Linked DNA regions of Gasterosteus aculeatus: region 2 is linked to region 1. Evidence: chromatin contacts called from public Hi-C data. All regions are on one chromosome and are shown on one strand. Each heading gives the region's core, a stretch centred on a gene start, on an enhancer-like site or on the middle of the called end of the contact. The rest is flanking DNA. Distances are from core to core; before and after follow the strand shown.

Evidence for each region. Hi-C and Micro-C count contacts between places; a contact is called where the count stands out from the background.
Region 2: a contact with region 1 is called in a Hi-C map of whole body, with 7 times the contacts expected there. The contact joins two enhancer-like sites. A contact is called at or near these places in 6 of 6 Hi-C or Micro-C datasets (blood and trunk muscle, liver, skeletal muscle and 2 more).

What each region holds. Positions count from the first base shown.
Region 1 is chr6:7,768,399-7,771,350 of fGasAcu3.hap1.1, reverse strand. It overlaps slx4ip (SLX4 interacting protein), which reads right to left. Exons shown (of 8, transcript XM_078104059.1): 3 at 2,131-2,220; 4 at 1,675-1,801. Among protein-coding and RNA genes, the nearest start is that of slx4ip, 7.9 kb to the right of the region's middle. Within about 2 kb of position 1,275, at least 3 of the 9 cell types and tissues checked have open chromatin away from gene starts, as enhancers often do.
Region 2 is chr6:7,878,536-7,881,444 of fGasAcu3.hap1.1, reverse strand. LOC120821030 reads right to left here. Exons shown (of 15, transcript XM_040179374.2): 14 at 1,779-1,972; 15 at 40-955. The coding sequence ends at 715. Among protein-coding and RNA genes, the nearest start is that of LOC120821030, 22 kb to the right of the region's middle. Within about 2 kb of position 1,479, at least 2 of the 9 cell types and tissues checked have open chromatin away from gene starts, as enhancers often do.

The DNA of each region.
Region 1 (2,952 bases), core at 26-2,525:
GCTTGTCGAATAGACGACCCCAATACTTAATACCTACCTTGAGGTTTGCTGGGCTTCCCTCCATAAGCCTTTAGTCTGTCCTTCCCTTTTTATGACTCCTGCCCGCCTGCTTTGCTTCTCACAGTCACAGTCTCCACCTTTACTGCTCTGCCCTCCTCCCTCACATGGGACAATGAAAAGACCAAGAATGTGATTACACTCACTTAAGACCTTTTAATAGGACTGCATCCCATGAACTGTGTGGGCCCATTGGAGGCACAGTACCTTTTCATGTTTGAGAGGGGAAAGTTCTCCAGTATGGCATGGAGTCATGTTCCACTGGTTACTTTCTTTTCTCTTGCACAGCCGGCGGGGGCTTAATCATTTTTACATGCATATTTCCCTGCTGAAATACTGATAGTCCCCTTGTTCAGCAAGTGGAGAGAACGTGTGGGTGTGTGGAGCCTCGGCCTGTGATCTCCATCATTAGAGACGTCTGTCTCTCCTCAGTCTGTCGGCTGCAATACGAGACAGGCCTTTCAGTAACCGTACACCGTCGGCCTGTTCACACCTAACCCAGTGGTGGGGTATCTCTCCCCGACGCGCTGTGCCAACCTTTGATTCTCACAGGTTCTGACGTGCATCGGGACAACACGCGGCCCAGTTTGCGGTGACTACAAGTGCGTCGAGAAAATGATTAAGGTGTAATAACGTGAACGAGCGTGTGTCTCCCAATTTAAAAAGAATGCTCTGTGTTAGTGGCTGAGAGGAGCAAAGTGGAGGGGAGTAGCGTGAGAGGCAAAGCTGCAGCCACAGGAGAGAACTTTATGGAACCAACTGCCCTGTAATCCCACTCGCGCAGGCAGGCCTGCCCTGCTGAGTGAGCCCAATTGAACTGCCCTTAACTGCTACCTGTGACAAAGCTGTCGGCCTCGCAGCACGCTGCGGGGGGTTTCTCTGAAGCTGGACTCACAGTCCTTCCAAAGGTATGTGTGTGGGTGGCTGGGGGAATCCACTCGCATTGTATGAATAGGGGTGAATTGAATTGGCCTATTCAGGTCAGAGCATTATTTATTGCCTTTTCTCTCTGGGTAATTGGTTGTGTGTGTGTGTGTGTATGTATGTGTCGGGGCAACTGTTTTTGGTGTCAACCAGTTAACTACGAGTGCGGATAAACCCAGGTGTGTCAACATCACATCACGGTTAACAAACATTAGGCATTTACGTGGACTTATATTTTGTGCCAAGTTAAACAGTGCAACACAATATAACAATTCCTATCAGCGCATGCCTCCGAGGACACACCCTGGGCGTAGAGACGCACCGTGTCCCGACTAGTTCTGTTGTCTTTCCTCCCACACTCTCCTTAAAATGGTAGCCAATAAATACTTTTTAGCCTGTTTTTTAACTCCATTCCCATGGTGCTCAGCCCTCGGTGAGTTGGGAGTTCACAGCCACGACTTAAGATATCTAAGAGTTGATGACACGCCTAAGACAGAAGACCAAGAAGCTTTCATTCCAGAGGAATGAGCAACATGTGATATCAAAAGAAATATAACAATTAAACTGATCCTAAAAGTAAACACATAGAGAAGCAACGTCTCTTGCAGTAAAACAATCAATGATAACATAAGCAGCGTTTAAGACTACTGGGCTGTAGGGCTTTGCCGTGAAAGTCACAAGATGGTGTGTCACCTTTCACAAAAAAGGCTGCGGCCGGTGCCAGCTCCTTCTTCTGTTTGTGCTGCCTTCCATTGTGGAGGGACTCTGTGTACTGCTTCACCCTCCGGTCCACGGCATCTCGAACCAGGACCGCAACCTCCTGCAGACAGTGTGCGGATGTTTCAGTACAGCAAATCGTTGTTGTTTTTGGACTTTACGGGGTAAAGATATTTGAGCAGCGCCGGGCAGACAACGGGACGGTTGAAGTCTAGAGTGAAAGGTCAGTAAGGCAACTCGACTGCTGGCCAGTTGGAGCGATTGGAGCCGTTTTGCAACAATGGAAACCGCGGGACAGACAGGCCGTGGGCTCAGAGTCATTTCGGATTCCACGCTGCTGCTTACTTTGGATAAGGCCCTGAGCTGAACAAAAGCCATATATATCCACTCACACACTTTTTCACACGCACGCCCTCCCCGCTGTGCCTGTACCTGAATGTGGTCCGCAGGAAACCAGCCGGCGTCCTCCCGGCCGCCCAGGGGCAGAACGTGGAGATCCACCAGCACGGCAAAGTTCCCACACTGTAACACAAAGGGGAGGGACACCACGGATTGCTGAGGGGCATTGAGCTCACGGACAACAAAGGAAATCAGAGTGTGGGTGATTGACAGCGAGACAAACCACAATGACCCCCCCGTGTCCTCAAACATCACCCCAGGCCTCTCACAGCAGCCCCCCCCCCACCCTCCCGCTTCACCGTCCAGCTATCTCTTTAGGAATCTCCACACAAAAAGGTACGGCCCTCTCGGTCTCCTCATATTTCCCCACGCTCAGCGTTATGGTTATTTTTCTATACACTTTAGCAATATAGACACTGCCAATGTTCCATAGGGTTATCCTCTTTGTATCAGAGTGAAACCCTTTACATCTACCCTGAAGCACTCTGCACTGTTTCTGCACTGCAACTTTTTGAGTGCTGCAGAAAGCTGAGTCGAGGGCTGCAGAGTGGATTCCTGAAGCGCTGCGTCATTGTGTCATTGACAATCAGCTACAAGGGGACAGGGGGGACAGAAATGCCGCGGCTGGTTAAGTTGCCGTTACATCTTTCTCGTGCTGGCCTGATTATAGTTTACACATGAGTGCGAAAGCTGCCCGCTGCAGGGCGCAAATGGATGTGGGTCTCGTGTGAACTTCGCCTCTCCCTGGACAAGGAAGTAATGGATGGACTGAGACCACCCACAAGATGACACAGAGGAGCAACAAGTACTGCCCCAAAACCCACCGTGATAATGCTGCAAGCGAGCAGCTGAGTG
Region 2 (2,909 bases), core at 230-2,729, 110 kb before region 1:
GCCACTTAACGAGGGAGAACAAGGCTGAGAAATGAGGCATTTCCGGGCCCAAGGGTTTATTCCTGCAGCACAGTGGATTACATTACAACATCCAAAAAAAGGGACGTGACTCATGTTTTTGCTCCGAATACTGTTGTAGCCGTACAAGTCTCTATTCTAATAAGAGAAACAGGATACAAAGCTATTGGATGTATCTTTACACGATATGTTACAGTAACTATAGACAGGATTCACATATTTTCAATTATAGTTGTACAAGATGAAGCATGCATTGTCCTTATCAGGCTCTGCCTCCTTGTCTTTCCTGTACTATTCATTTTCCCTCATGGCACAAAATATGATGTAGCACAAGAGGAGATGCAAATAGAAAGAAGTCAATGTGGTTCGGTTTCATGTGTTTTTCTGGAAATAAGTTTTTTTCACAGGCATGGTTCTCCGTATACATTGCAACAATATGGATCAAATATAACTGTTCTATCTGCCAAGCACAACGCTGTGTACATGTGTTGAGGCTTAGTCGAGGAAAACGTCACATAACAACACAGCTATATTACTATTGGATGTTCCTAACTAAACGTCTATCATTTCAACACATTGACATTTTCACAGAGTTAAATAACTAACAAAAGAGGGCATTTCGCTGCATGGCTCCACAGTCAGATATCATTAACCCTCAAGTCTCTGCGCTGGTCTTTTTCTCTCTCTGTCGTATCATCAGATGGCCACCACCTTCCGTCGAGGAGTTGTTTCAACTGGAACCACACCCCGGTCTAAGTCGGCAAGAGAGAGCTGTTGCTCGGGATCAGAGGTGATGATGCGCTGCAGGACTACGGAGGTGGGGGGGAGCGGGGGCTGGCGAAGGACAACAATATTGGCGCTGGGTCCCTCCAGTAAGATGGTGGTCAGCTCTTCCTGTGTAGAGTTAACCACCGGCACACCATTCACCTCCACCAGCCTACAGGTTCAATTACACACACACACACACACACACACACACACACACACACACGCACACACACACACACACACACACGCAAACGAGACGTGAGTCAAGCAAACAATGTAAAAATGAGTGATCATAAAAATAAAGAAAGTCTAGCCTCATGTGCTATTCTTTCACAAAATTAAGTTGGTACTGAAAGGGAATTCTCCCTCAACCTCTTCAATATACCAAATCATTACAGTGTTATCCTAAACAACATCAAATGATTCTCGAGTCACAGTGCGTTAAATATTGAAGACTCAGTAAAAATGTCTCTTTGTTTGTTTTTGTGTATAGTCAGAAGGTGTAAAGCACCTTGTATCTGTTGATTAGCTGTCTAAAGAGTATTGGCGCACTAGGCTACAATGAGGGAACAGTCGCATTACAGCTCAAAGACTTTTTTCAGCTGTCAGGCGGATTTCTTTTGGCAGGATCGTCTCAAAGAGGAATGTCAACTACACTGCACTGTGCGGGTGTGCGCGTGCACGTGTGTGTGTGTGAATACATGTAGGTTTGAGAATACCGTGTTTTATAAGCACGCACTTGTAATGCAGTAATTACTTAATTATATGAAGCTATTTAATCTGCTTCTTTTCACTCTCTTGTGGATCCAAGTATTACATAACGGTGTTTTCTTGCTTTGGGACCAATATCTGATGGGTTACCATAGCTACCAAGCACAGAACAGTAGAGCGATGAAAGAAATGGGCGGGATGAGAGGCATCCTGAATGCTCTCAGTATCTAGGTGGCCTCTGCGAGCTGGATACATGACTTTGTTTCTTCTGTATGTATCACCTGTCGTCAACACAGAGTTGGCAGTTTTCCACCTTGACCACCAGTAGTCCGCTGCCTTCCCTGTAGCAACACGAGAAGCCGTACTGGCCATCGGGGTTTCGGTTCTCCTGCACAACCAGCAGCATGGCAGGAGACTGCGGGGACACCAGCTGGCTCAGGCTACCAATGGCCAAACTTTTTCTCTGAACTTTCTCCTGAATGTAGAAACGGCAAAGACACATTCACAAATTCAAAGACGCAGACTCTTTAAATACCAATGGTTAAAAGTGTGGCACTAGAAGTAGTATTTCCATTGTATCCCGTATAAATACTTCAGCATTTTGGGAAATACTGTGCACCTCTTCATTTCTCTGCTGTCAGGGGAGGATTAAGTTAACATGAAACAGTAGTTCTTTAGTGTGCAGCGAGCACACAGCGAGGGGAAAATGTGAAGCATAACTAATGTCTTATTGACTACAGGAGATTTTTTAAGGGCGGAACAGTAAATAAATCGGCTGTCACAATTGCAAAGACGTTGATTCAGACGGATGATGTGTAATTTGTGCCTCATTTGAAAACGTAGTCATGGACTTACTCTTTTGTTCATTTAGTACAAAACGTGTAAAAGGTTGATGTTGTGATTTTACGATGAATCATCGTGTGTGTTGGGCTCTTTCTAGGCTGAGCGCTGTGGCTTGTCATTACTGAGTGCTTGACATGAAGCCCTCTGTAAAACATCAACTTCTCATTTTCAATTGGTATGGATTGCCCAAAAAGTATGTAACATGTTTACGTTAAAGGTGAAGGTAGGCACATGTTTAGCTTTTGAACGGGCTTGCTGATGCCTTGTGTTTTCACCCTTCGTCAAACTCTACACAACTGTGTATTTTTCAAATTGTTGAACTGGTCCTTTAAGTTACTCTAAATGGAATGAAAAATTCCATTCCATTCCAATCCAGAGATTGCAACCTCTTGATTTTGTTTTCTTAAGCGCTACCCAAAGTAGTCATCAAATCTTCAACACTTGGAGACATAGCGTGATTTTGTGCCTCTTAAATATTACACTATAATTTCCATGAGAAGAATTTGTAACATTACTTCCTGGGAAAATATTACAGATGCTACATGGGGGTCCTCGAAAGATAGTAATGA